Regions from separate parts of the Mus musculus genome. Here region 2 is linked to region 1. A link is a contact called in public Hi-C data. All regions are on one chromosome and are shown on one strand. Each heading gives the region's core, a stretch centred on a gene start, on an enhancer-like site or on the middle of the called end of the contact. The rest is flanking DNA. Distances are from core to core; before and after follow the strand shown. Region 1 has its middle 36 kb from the start of Gm32642. Region 2 overlaps Gm32728 (a long non-coding RNA gene).

Region 1 (6,253 bases), core at 1,041-3,540:
GTCCTGAAATGTAGACAGGAAAGTCCAAAGGGGTTTCCGTGATCTGCAGAATACTGGTGAGCAGGTGTAGGTACATGACAGGCAGGGCAGAGCACAGCCCCTATTTCCTCCTGAAGCTGTGCAGTGAAGGTCAGCCAAGCAGGGGACTTCTCAAAGGAGGGAGAGTGCTATCCCTTTGAAAGAGGCTCCCAAGATGACCAATGCTTCCAGTTCCATGAAGTTGGTCAGGTTGTAGAATGGTGGTGGGTAAGAAGATATTGCTTTCATTCTCCTGGAAGGGTGGAGGTGGAAGAACAGAGGAAACCAGACTTTACCGTGCTGGGTATGAGGCATCTGCTGGCATGCAAGTTGGGGATGAAGCATAAAGGTCTTCCAAAGGACCTCAGGATGGGTGTGTTTACAGTCAACCCCCAACACCGGGCATAACACAATGGCTAGATGCATGCATGTAGATTTGCAACTCATTGCTCCAGGTTCTCTTTTGCCTTTCCCCATATCAATAGCAGATCTCACATCTCTGTTTCATCACACTGATTTGAGAGGGAAACTACTGAACTTGCAGCGTGGTGGAGAGATGAAATGAGACAACATAATTTATCTTTTCCTTTCCCCCACAACTTCTTTGGGTCAAATGTTTCCATAAATTGTGGACAGCATCCTAGGGATACTCTACCTCCCTTGTTTCCCAATTAAAAAAATAAAATCTCTGGTTTTATTCATAGGGAACCTAAAGTTTGACTAACCAATGACAGTTACTAGTCTGCCTTAAAGGGAATAATGGCCAATGAGATGAAAGTTATTGAGGGAGACTTTCTGGAGGGCATCCTTCAAAGCTTAGCTTTTCCACCCAGGAACAAGGACTTGAGCTCAGACACAGCTGACATAAGCCTGGTGCCAGTGACTCTTGCTGACTGAACAACAGGAACAATAAAAATAGAGGCAATTAACACTCACAAACATTTGCAGGATGGCTGTCAACATACTCGAAGCCTTTAGTGATCTATTTAACCCTCAAAATAATCCAACAGCATTTTCCCCTGCCATTTACTAGTTAGCAACCCAAAGCCCAGGATGCATTAATACATGTAGACAGTAATGCATGAGCAGTTGAGTGAATGTATGAGTTAAAGGAATTTAAGGAATTCAAAAAGAATTGGGTGTATCAGGTGGTAAGTAAGTATATTACTTTCCTATTACTGCTCTAGTGACCACCGTCATGACAGCTTTAAGCATCATGCATTTGTCATCATACAGTTCTATAGGTTAGAAACCCAATCTGGATCTCACCAGCCTAAAATGAAGGTGAATTGCTGCTGTATCCTTCCTGGTAGCTCAAAAGGAGAACCTGTTTCTTTCCCTGTCTTGCTGAGAGACTACTCACTTTCCTTGGTTTAAGCTCCTTCCTCTGCCTTCAAAGCCAGGAACATTAAGCCGTCTTTCTCATGTAATGCCCTTCCGTTTCTGTTTCCTGTTCTTTTAAGGACCTTCTGATTATTTTTTTTTTTTTTAGCCCATTTGAACACCACCACTACCACCACCACCACCACCACCACTACCACCATCATCGAAATCATCATTTTGAAGTGTGCATATGCATGTGAGGGTGTGTGTGTGTGTGTGTGTGTGTGTGTGTGTGTGTGAATGTGAGTGTGAGTGTGTATGGGGGGTAGAGAGAACAACCTCAAGTGTCCGGCCTCCCTTTCTTCCTTGTCTGAAATAAACTCTGTTATTGTTCACTGTGTGCCTACCAGACTAGCCAGCCTCCAATCTCCTAGTGTCTCTATCTCCCATTTCCCCATGGAAACACACCAGGACCACAGACGCATGAGCATCTCATGAGGTACTGGGGATCTGAACTCTGGTTGTCCGGCTTTACCCACTGAGCCATCTCCTCAGCCCTGGCCTCCCCAGGTAACACAGAATGATCTTCCTCAAGGACTGTTGATCAATAGCCTTAGGTGCCCACCCACAACTGTAATTCCCCATTGCCACATGGGGGTCTCACAATCATGGATTCCAGGGACTCCAGTGAAGACATCCTTGGGGGCCAATCTGCTCACCAAAGTGTGTTTCTGCAAGAGCTTCCCTGCCATTCCTAGGGACTTTTTTTTTTTCAAGAGGGGCAGCTGTAGCCTGGCCCTAACTCCATGGCAGCATGTCAGAGCTATGATTCAGGATCATAGGAACACGAGCCCACTTGGCTCATCTTCCTGGCATGACCTAGTGGGTGCAGCTGTGGTCACACTGTGTCGTGCTGCCATCCTTCTGACTCACACTTGCAGTCAGCAGTTTGAGGGAAGAACAGAAATGACGCTGGCTAGTCACATCCAGTGATATGCCTTTAGGATTCTGGAGGATTCTTAAACATCTACCTAATGCCACTTGGCCAGGACGAGTCATTTCTGAAAAGTTTAGAAGAATCAGTGGCACACAAACTTCATGTTCAAGTTTTATATTTTGTGTCTGAACCAATTGCAAATTAAGCTACTGATGGACTGAGATGGAGGGTGACTAGCACCAGGTGGCCCACCCACTCTGTGACAAAGAAGGAGGTGGAAACTGGGATTATCTAACCAGCTGATGCCGAGCCAGCCTGATGGTTTACTGATGACCCCCATACCCCCATGGCAGGGCCATCTACAGTCCAGTGTTTCTCATGTTAGAACCTCTTTGTGCCCTTTCCTGCACCTTGAGCCCCTTCTCTCTGTTCAAACCCATGCTGCCTCTATGGACCAATCTCCCACCACTCCAGCAGAGTAGGCCCATACAAACTTCCTGTCTTCTCCATTGTCTGTCTCAGCACTTCCATGGTGATTGCTGGCTCTGTTATGTCCACAATGAGTCTCTCTCACTTGACTTAGGTAAACAAACAAACAAGCAAACACCTCTGACCACAGTTGTCCTCTACTTATTATTCACCCACTTCTCCCCCTGTTGATGCCGTAATGTCTTCCCCACAGTGGACAATCTCTAAAGCTTTGCTGCTGCTTTGGCTACTTTAAGTTGACCCTACCCCACAAGCAATCTCTTTCAACCATTTCCCAGTTGTGCAAGAACCCCCAAGGCAAATCAGTAACTTAGTATCCCTTGATATATTCGTGATTTTCTAAATTCATATTTTAGGTCCTACTTTGTCTCTGTTTAATTCTCTGATAAGGAAAGAAATGCCACCATCCGTGTCAATTAAAGTGCAGAAGACAGATTACTTGGTCCTTGAGCTACTCTTGGTGTATCCACCAGTTGAATTACTCTGGGTAATACCAAAAAATTCACATTTTTTGAAACTGAGAGGCTCTGTCCCCAGCAGGCTTTGTCCACTACCAACCCAAGGAGCAGATGGATGTTTTATGCCCAGCTGAGCATTGCTAAACACTAGTGTTTGAACAGAAGCATCCGCAGGTCACATCTCAGAGATAAACAGATAATTATGTTAGTCCCTTCTGACTTGAACCACTTTCTTGCCCAACACACTGGAAATAAACATTGCTCCTTTCTCGGGTCTTGCAGGGTAGATGGGGGTTTCCATGCCCAATGGAACTTTCTGGAAAACAAGTCTATGTCCCCATTTTGGGGATGAAAACACTGGGGACTGATAGGACAAATTTTCCAGAAGTGTTGAGGGGAGTGGCATCAGAAACTACGTCCCTGCAGTCTCAGGGAAGATAAATGAAGAGGGCAAGATGGCTATGTTGTAGAGAGAACTTTTCTGAGGATCTTTGTCTGTCTTTGCATGTACTTGATCTTGGAACACTTGCCTTAGAAGCTTCTGTGTATCAGGAACTTTCCTAGATAGATCCGCATTTCATTTGCTCTTCTCCACTGCCTCATTCATAACAAATTCCCCCTCCCCGCGTTTTTTTTTCAGCCAACAAATCTCATAGTTAAGGGACTGGAATTCCTTGCTTGAGGCTCTTTCATAAAAGTGGAAGGAAACCCAAATTGGAAAGCAATGGACTCACTCATTGCGATGTGCTCTTCAGCAAATATCTATTTCAGAATGACCTTGTGCCAGGCACTGTGCCCATTAAGAAGCTGGGCCACTGGGAAAAGTCAGCATCCCTGAAGAGCTGGCTTTAATGGAATGTCCCAGCCAGACAGGACATGCTGAGTCTCTGGGGCTGAGTCCAAGGAGGAATCTGTGCCCTGGAAAAATCGCTTTCATTTTGGCATTTCCCTGTTTCCTGGGGTGAAGGTAATTATGGGATCACTAAACATGGTTTTACAAGACCTTCTCTTTCTCCCAAGTCTGGGAAGGATGCCCTAGAACCACAGGCTTTCTCCCTGCCCATCTCCTTCAGACATTTTTCTCTTTTTCTTCTTCATTATTTCCTCAATCAGATATGGCTTTCCACTTCTTCTTGTCTATGACATTTCAGTTTCTCCTTTAAGATCACTTCATTACACCTCTCAGTGGGGCTTCTTCTGTTCCCAGGTCATAGTGTATATGTCTCCCTCCTCTGTACACCAGAAGCTGCTTTCTACTGTCTGCCAATGGACCCTCACAAAACCAGCAAAATGTAGAGTAGTTTGCTGGGGCTCAGGCCACTACTGGGAACATAAATTCAATAGTTGAATAATTGTGTGAAACAAAAGTATATTCTGCATGGAAGAGCTGGCCATGACTACGGTGGGGCTGTTTTCTGTCTGTCATTCTTGCTGCTGCTGCTGCTGCTGCTGCTTCTGCCTCCTCCTCCTCCTCCTCCTCCTCCTCCTCCTCCTCCTCCTCCTCCTCCTCCTCCTCCTCCTCCTCCTTCCTCCTCCCGCCTCCTCCTCCTCTCCTCCTTCTGGTCTGGAGTAGACCAAATACCTTTCTTTGTATTTTGTTTGTTTTAATAAAAAAAAACTTGTTTACCTTTATATAATCCCACTTTTAGAGAGGGATATATTTTGACCACTGCTTCTTGAACCACACAGCAAGGTAGAGTGTCATAAGTCATGATATGTGCTTCCTCAATGGACTCCAATGATCTATTGGTTCAGCATGGTCACAGAAGGGTACACAGTCTCTCAGCTAGGTAGGGAGAGTATCTCATCCCTGAGACAAGCATGGCTTTGGTGATAGCAATGGTTACCAGGGCATATTGCCTACCCTTGTCATGTAACCTTCTCTATAAGTGACATCTACTTGGACTTCTGGTTTGGCAAGATGACTTCTGGAAGCTAGGTATGATCATTCTATTTTTTTTCTAGGCATAGAAATCAAAGTTATTGGTGGTCATTTTATTCTGCCCAGAGATGATATGTAACTGGGATATAAAATAAGGCCCTGGTATTGCAAGACAAGGCTACCAGAGACTACCACATGGATATCATGAGAGCCAAAAAACAGCCTTTATTGCCAGCCAACAGCTACCCAGGAAACTTATCCAAATCATGCAGCCCCAAGCTTTACAGCTTTTTGTCTTTGATGCATTGACACTATATCTTGATTGTCACACTTCAGTTAGCAAGAAGCAGAACTATAGGTGCCAAAAAACAAAGTTTGTACATTTAGGGATGTTCCTGGAACTATGGACTAGGTCTTTGATGGATTAGAACTTTGTTACAGTTTGACAGGTGTTGGGGCCTACATGCTGGATTTTAAGGTCATAACGCTAGCTCTAACATGGCATCGGTTATGCTAAGTTTTAGAGGCCTGTTACATTGATTGATAGCTCCCAATACTTGTTTGATCTTCATGGCTAATTGCAATGAATTAATAAATATTGGTGTTCAGTCCTGTTTTTATTGTACACAGCTCCTAGTCTCCAAAATCATGGGGATCTCTTTTATGTATTAAGGAGATGACTGCTGGCCAAGAACTCCCACATAGTTTCCCCATAAGGAAACTAGCACCAATCACTAGGCATAGGGAACAAAGTCTGACCTGATCATTAATGGCTAATAATTTAACCAATCCTCAGAGCAAAACAATCAAAACTATCCAGAACAAGCTGGCTTCCACAATCACACCTTCTTTGGAGCTCACAGCCCCAAGATCACCAGGTACCTGACTTGACCAATAGACTCATTTTGGATTTCTGATGGCTGCAGCTACTAGCCTACCACCTGCATCAGCCAGTCTAGTTGACTTTAACACCATGACTGCATAAAGTTGGGGAACCTGACTCCAGCTTCTGACACCCCTCCATCTCCACCCCCTTCTGCCTAAGATCCCATTAGTGTCTGAAATACTGTCATGATCCAGTCTGAGCCACGGCCAGCCACAATTAATTAATTAATCAGTTATACTCTATCAGCAAGTGCAGACTAG
Region 2 (6,381 bases), core at 556-3,055, 490 kb after region 1:
GCACACAGCTGATGAGAGAGGCAAGAGTCAAGAGCTCTTCCATGACCCACTGCCGGGCAGGGCATTCAGAGTGAAAATGTGATGACCTTAGTAACCCAAATTCATTGAGCACTTACTGCATGCCAGACCTCATAGCCAGTGGTTCTCAACCTGTAGGTCACGACGACACAGGGTCGCCTACCAGCTATCCTGTGTGTCAGTTACTTACATTATGATTCCTAACAGTAGCAAAATTACAAATTTAAGCCCGGCGTGGAGGCACACACCTTTAATCCCAGCACTTGGGAGGCAGAGGCAGGAGGATTTCTGAGTTCGAGGCCAGCCTGGTCTACAAAATGAGTCCAGGACAGCCAGGGCTACACAGAGAAACCCTGTCTCAAAAAAAAAAAAAAAAATACAAATACAAATTTAGGAAGTAGCAATGAAATGACTTTATGGTTGGGGGTCAGCACAACATGAGAACCCCCATGTTGTATTAAAGGGTCAGCATTAGGAAAGTTGAGAATCATTGTTCTATGTGGAGTGGCTGTTTGTTGCTTATGACCTTGAATTCTCACGAATTCATGAGATTATTATTGTTGTTGTTGTTGTTGTTGTCGTCTCTTTTTAATGGGCAACTAGTATGTAGTATGCTGAGCCCTTTCTGCCCACCAGGCACTATACGGACTGTTTTCTGTGTGTGTGTGACCTTGACTCCTCATGAGCTCATGAAATGAGTGTCATTGCTGTGATTGTTGTCTTTCGCCTTTTAATGAGCAACTGGTGTACAGACCAATTAAGCAACCTGCCCGTGGTCAGTTGGCATGTGAAGGATCTGCTGTCCCCGGGGACACAGCGTCAACCACGCAGGGAGACAGAGAGCAGCCTCAGATGGCGATACTGAGCTGTCTGGAAGATATATTTTTAAAACGTATTTTTAGGACGAAGCAAGGTGTAGAAGAGTCTGTATAATGCGCTGTATTTTTAAAGGGAGACATATGGCCGTACGTGTTTGTAGCCTCACAGTATGTAGAAAGCTGTGCAGGAAGCCCGTGTACTAATTGTTGCCTGGGGGAAGTCTCTGGGAGGCCAGGGTTGGGGTGGGGGAGAGCCACGCTTTTACACTCTTTACATTTTTTATATCTGCCTTTAAAAAATATGGATGTGTGGGTCCCCTGTTCGGCATTTCTAAATTATTCTCATTGCTCTGTCAGCTTCTTGCAAACACTGTCATAACAGGTTCCTCGGGAGGGCCAGGAGGAAGCAGGTGACAAAGGAAGACCTACATCCCAAAGATGGGTAGCAGAGGGCACAGCCTGTGCTCTGTGGTCCAGTCTCCTTCCAGTCAGCCAAGGCTTTTAGGTCTTTCTTGTTATCCTGCCCTCGGGTAGGAGACTCCTTGGGAAGCACTAACCTTCTGTAGCTCACTACTGCCTCCCCCAGGCAGAGATGGACAATGGCTACCAGTCATCACTTGTCATTTCAGGTTTTTCTATGGGCCTTTGCCCTGTGCTCTTTAAAAGAACTCCACCTTTTAAAGAGCACAGGGCCCACCCCAGTTCCACATTCACCTGCCCACCCCAGGTCTCTGCAAGCTACCACTCAGCACTTGCGGCCAGGAGTGACTCCTCTCTCCTGCCCCTTCTCTTAGCTTCCCAACCATCTTCCCTCGGATCCAAGGACTCAAGCCCGCTGCACCTGCTGGGATTGGATGGCACTTCCTCGTCCACGTCGGAGGTTCCTCTTGGAGCAGCAATCTCTAGGGTCAGCCTCGCCCTGGGTGAAACGTTAAAATGCAAGCTCAAGACCCACCTCTCAGAGGCAGCTTGCCTCAGTGGTCCAGAGCCACCTAAAAGCGCACATATTTAAGCGTCCTCTATCCCCATTCTGGAGCAAGTGTCAGGTGGTCTCCAGAACAACCCAGTCTGGTTGGAACTTGGAAATCCCTAAATTCTGTTCCCTCCTAGGATGGGGCCGAGGCGGGGCTGGAAACAAAGCTGTTAGACGGAGGCTTCTAAGTTTTCACCCTGTGTAGGCAGCAGCAACTGTAGAATGGATCTGAGGGTGGGAAAATCATGCTTTAGAACAAAGGTCTCCTCTGGAGAAAAGACACCAGACTCGAACTAAGTCCTCAGTTGGCCAGCAGTAAAAGATAGGAAGGGGGAGGAGGTATAAGAGAAAGGTGGGAGAAGCAAAAGAGAAGTTGCTTTCTCTGTCAAGACAACTGAAGGGACCTAATTGAGTTAGGCACCAAGTTCCAGGACCCAGTGAGCCCAGGAAGAGAAACCAGGAGACCTGGAGCTTCTGAGTGGCCACAGGGCAGCAGGCAGTGCCACAGAGTCACTTTCCAGACTCGCAAACTGAGGCCAGAAGGTACCGAATCTCATTAGAGTTCCCAACTGTGACAGCATGCATTGGCGGACGGGTTGGAATGTGGACACAACACAGAGGCCAGTCGGAGCTGCTACTAGTCAGCGCTCCAAGAGGGGCGGCGGCAAGGCTAGGCTGGCAAGGCTAGGCTCACCAGGCTGGGGAGGCTGGAGAACGGCCGCGTGACCACAGCGCCCCCTGGCGGCGGCCGGAATCGTCGCGTAGAGACATGCGTAAGAGAACGGAGATCAAGGCAGCCTCAGATATTCACTCCAACTCTAGAGTCTGAAAAGGGTGATATCAAACCTTTTACTGTCGCTCGGGTCACACTCAGTACCATCCTTATGTGGTTGAGGTAACTGAAGGTAAAGAATTATCAAGTCCTACATAGGTAAAACTTAAACATCACAGTCCTGATCCAAAGAGAATAAACGAGAAAAACTAAACTCACTTTAAGAAGAGGCAGCACCAGTAGACCCTAGACCTCAGCTTGTGTGCAAGGGCAAAATCTTGAGACTCCAGCTCTTTGGAGCCTAGCATCGGGGATCAGGTCATGAAGCCAGAGATCTAGTGGGGCTTACCACAGTAAATTGACCAGGGTCAAGGGATGCCTTTTCAAGGCTAGTGGTATGGAGACCCAGGCAAAGCCTGTGACAGCCCCAAGACTTAAAAAGGACGAATATCTGGAGACTCTTAAGAGGAAGAAGGAAAAACAACAACTGTTTCTCACTGCTGCCACTACCCTGAGGAACAAAGCCAAATACTTGCTTCTTAAATCTAATTACTTGTGAATTTCTGTCCTTGACTATATGGGGACTCACCTACCTTTACATACTCAAAATTGAATAGGCATATATCCACACTCAAATGAGTTCTCCCCTTTGTGATGTGTGGCTAGATCTTGGTGCAAGGCATGCTGGGGATTTTGTTTCTGTGGAGCAGTGAAGACCGAAATACTATAAAAACTGGCAAAAAGTCATAGGCAGGGAGGGGGGGGGACACCTCTGAAAGTCTTCCTAGAATAGGCTGTTCCTCCTCCTAGCCCCAGGGTCTGGTCACTGAAGCTCTCCCTGCTTGAGCTGCTCTGTGCCCAGTCCTTCCAACCAATAATCAGACTCTTCGGTTTTCTCAAGGAAGCTTCCCTGAGTGCTGTGCAAAACTCTAAAGCAGGGGATCAAGGGATGGTTCAGTGGTGAAGAGCATTTGTTCTTATAGATGACCAGGTTCAGTTCCCAGCACCCACAGGGTGGCTAACCACCATCTGTATCTCTACTACTAGGGGATCTGACACTAGGCCTACATGTGGCACACATGCATGCATGAAGGTAAACCACCGGCACATTATATATGTATATGTACATATATACATGTATATATCTAGAAGAAGAAGAAGAAGAAGGAGGAGGAGAAGGAGAAGGATGAGGAGAAGGAGAAGGAGGAGGAGGAGGAGAAGGAGAAAGAGAAGGAGAAGGAGAAGAGGAAGAGGAAGAGGAAGAAGAAATGAGGAGAAGGAAGAGGAGGAGGAGGAAGAGGAGGAGGAGGAAGAAGAGAAGGAGGAAGAAGAGGAGGAGGGGGAAGAGGAGGAGGGGAAGAGGAGGAGGAGGAGGAAAAAAAGAAAAAAAGAAAGACCCAAGGCTGCCAGATCTAGGTAGCTTACGTGGGGTTCCCAACAGGCACAGGAGACACAAGACTGAGGGTGAAATCTCAGGAACAGGATTGATGGCCTAAGAGGTAATGACAGAAGGAAGAAAAATATCTTCAAAGTGTGTGTGTGGAAAGCACACAGAAAAGCACAAGTGCTTTGCAAAGCCACTCTAGGCAACAGAAGGAAGGCCTCAGGAACGGGGTCCCTTGAAGGACAAGAGGGGGAGCATTTCTCCACACACTCACAGGCTCCACCGGCAGCTCTGGGGGAGGGGTGGTGCCTGATGTGAACTCTTTTTCTATTTTCCATATTATGGATGTTTTAACATTTGGAGAGACGGCCCCTCTGAGAGCCAGCCCATTTGGATAGTTAAGTCGCTGCATCTTTGATATAAACCAACCAAACCACATCCCCTACTCCTTTCTCAGACCAAGCAATACCCCAGAGTCAGATACTCCAATTTTTCAAACTATTCAATATTTCGCTAATTTATTGCATCCACTTGCCCTCCCACTTCTTCAGGAACTCCCCACACTCCTGCCCTCTTCTCCCTTGCCTCTTTAGCCTCCAGATCAATCCTAATATTTCCAGAATCCCATCCACCCTGAGCCTAGGGATACATGACAGCGGATGTCTTCCTTTTAACAGTCAGTTCCATATTTGGATGTCTCTCACCATATCTTGTTAAAAAAAAAAATAAGTCCTGCATGATTATTAACAACTGGCTTGTGTGAACAAGCCTATGTGGACTAAGAGAGACCCACAATGAAGACAGGCCAAGAACAGAAAGACAGCAGGTTCCTGACATAGATGATATATAGGCAAGGTGAGCGGTGAGTCTGAGCTGTCAGAACTGGTCACCGGGTGACTGACATCAGAGGTGGTGAAGGAAGGCCTGGCATGAGAAAGGCACAGAGGTACCTCTACATCCCGTGTGCTTGTCCATCTTCCTCTCTCACCATTGATCCTTCAGTGCCTGCCATAACAACGGTTTCCTGGAGAGACGTGAATTGCCTCCATAGTTTGTGAATTAGTGAAAGGATGGGTGGATGAATGAATAGCGTAAGGTTGATCCCATGTTGGGCGCCATATAAGGAGCATGGCAGACAGAGAAGCAAACCACAAAGAGGTAAGAATGAAAACTGGGTTCAGACTGACCTTGTTGACCTAGCTCAAGACTTCCAGGAATCTGCTCCCAGGTGTTTTATTCCCATTGAATAATTGGCAACAGTATAATTGGGGGACAAACTTTTCTGGTATAATTACAATCCCCAATACACAAGGAAATGTAATTACATCAAAACTTGACTCAGGGAACATGTCATTTCTTCCAAGAAAATGGGTTCTAGAGATAGGCTGTCTACCTATACTGGGCTAAGAACCTATAGAAGGGTTTGGCCTGGTCTCCATCATACAGACATAATAGAAGTCATTTGGGCTATTAACCCAATAGCAAGGTCCTAGTTGTGGGAGCTTGGGGGAGCCTCTGGCTATAAAGGTAATGTAAGTAAGAGTCAGTCATTTAGCCTTTTTGGTACCTCTGGTCCCACTTGTGGGAACTTGGGGATGCCCTGGCTTTAAGGGTCATTTAGATTACTAGCCACCTCCAGTCCTGGTTGTAGGGGCTTGATATGGACCAACACAGATCACCAGGCTATTAAGCACTTCCAATTTCCACCTTTCTAGATGAAAGAATATGATTTTCATCTTTCCCATTAGAAAGACCGTCATGTGTGCTTAACATTCCTGGTTTCTCTGGAGATCTGTGGGCCCAAGGACCTTTGTGCTGTGCTCCAACCCCCTTCATTCAACCAAGGCTCCTTTCAAGCACTGGTACATGAACAGGTATGAACCAGTGTGGGGAGTCTAAAGATTGGAGACTCATACTGTACAGGACCCAGAAGCCTAAACTCAAACAGCAAAGAAGATCCATGAACCTCCCCGATGTTTCTGGAATGTTCTAGATTTGTCTTCTAGAACGGCCACTCAAGCAAATAGCCTAAGAGTCTGCACTGCCTTTGGGGATATCTTTATGGATCATAATCAGAAATGCATATGTTGCCACTAACTTCCAGCAGGTGGCAGTAAAGAGACCTAGAGTAACAAAACCAATACACTGACAATTTTCCCTAAGGTGGAAGCAACTGGCAGGAGGGAAGGGGGATTCTTGTCTGGTGTGTTTAAATTGCTGTCTGGCCTGGTGTCTGATTTTATCCTTCCTCTATTTATTTGTCCCAGGCTCAAAGGCATGTCCTGCTCCAGACTTCCAGAACATGTGCAGAAGAAAAAGAGAAGTTAACCACACAAGCAAGGGAGCTGGGGCAAATCAGAGGGCAGGGGACAGCAAAGCTACTGCCCTGCAACAACTAGTTACATATGGAGCCTGC

What was found. Hi-C and Micro-C count contacts between places; a contact is called where the count stands out from the background.
Region 2: a Hi-C map of embryonic fibroblasts shows a contact between it and region 1, with 6 times the contacts expected there. The contact joins two enhancer-like sites. A contact is called at or near these places in 2 of 484 Hi-C or Micro-C datasets (embryonic fibroblasts and myocytes) and 3 of 115 datasets of contacts at active chromatin or transcription factors (the NIH/3T3 cell line, embryonic fibroblasts and fibro-adipogenic progenitors).

What each region holds. Positions count from the first base shown.
Region 1 is chr8:103,532,956-103,539,208 of GRCm38.p6, forward strand. No RefSeq gene overlaps it. Among named protein-coding and RNA genes, the nearest start is that of Gm32642, 36 kb to the right of the region's middle. Within about 2 kb of position 2,291, at least 19 of the 459 cell types and tissues checked have an H3K27ac peak or open chromatin away from gene starts, as enhancers often do. A contact at or near this core is called in embryonic fibroblasts, where this site is marked.
Region 2 is chr8:104,026,311-104,032,691 of GRCm38.p6, forward strand. The region is part of intron 1 of Gm32728 (a long non-coding RNA gene); the gene reads right to left. Among named protein-coding and RNA genes, the nearest start is that of Gm32728, 7.3 kb to the right of the region's middle. Within about 2 kb of position 1,806, at least 61 of the 459 cell types and tissues checked have an H3K27ac peak or open chromatin away from gene starts, as enhancers often do. A contact at or near this core is called in embryonic fibroblasts, where this site is marked.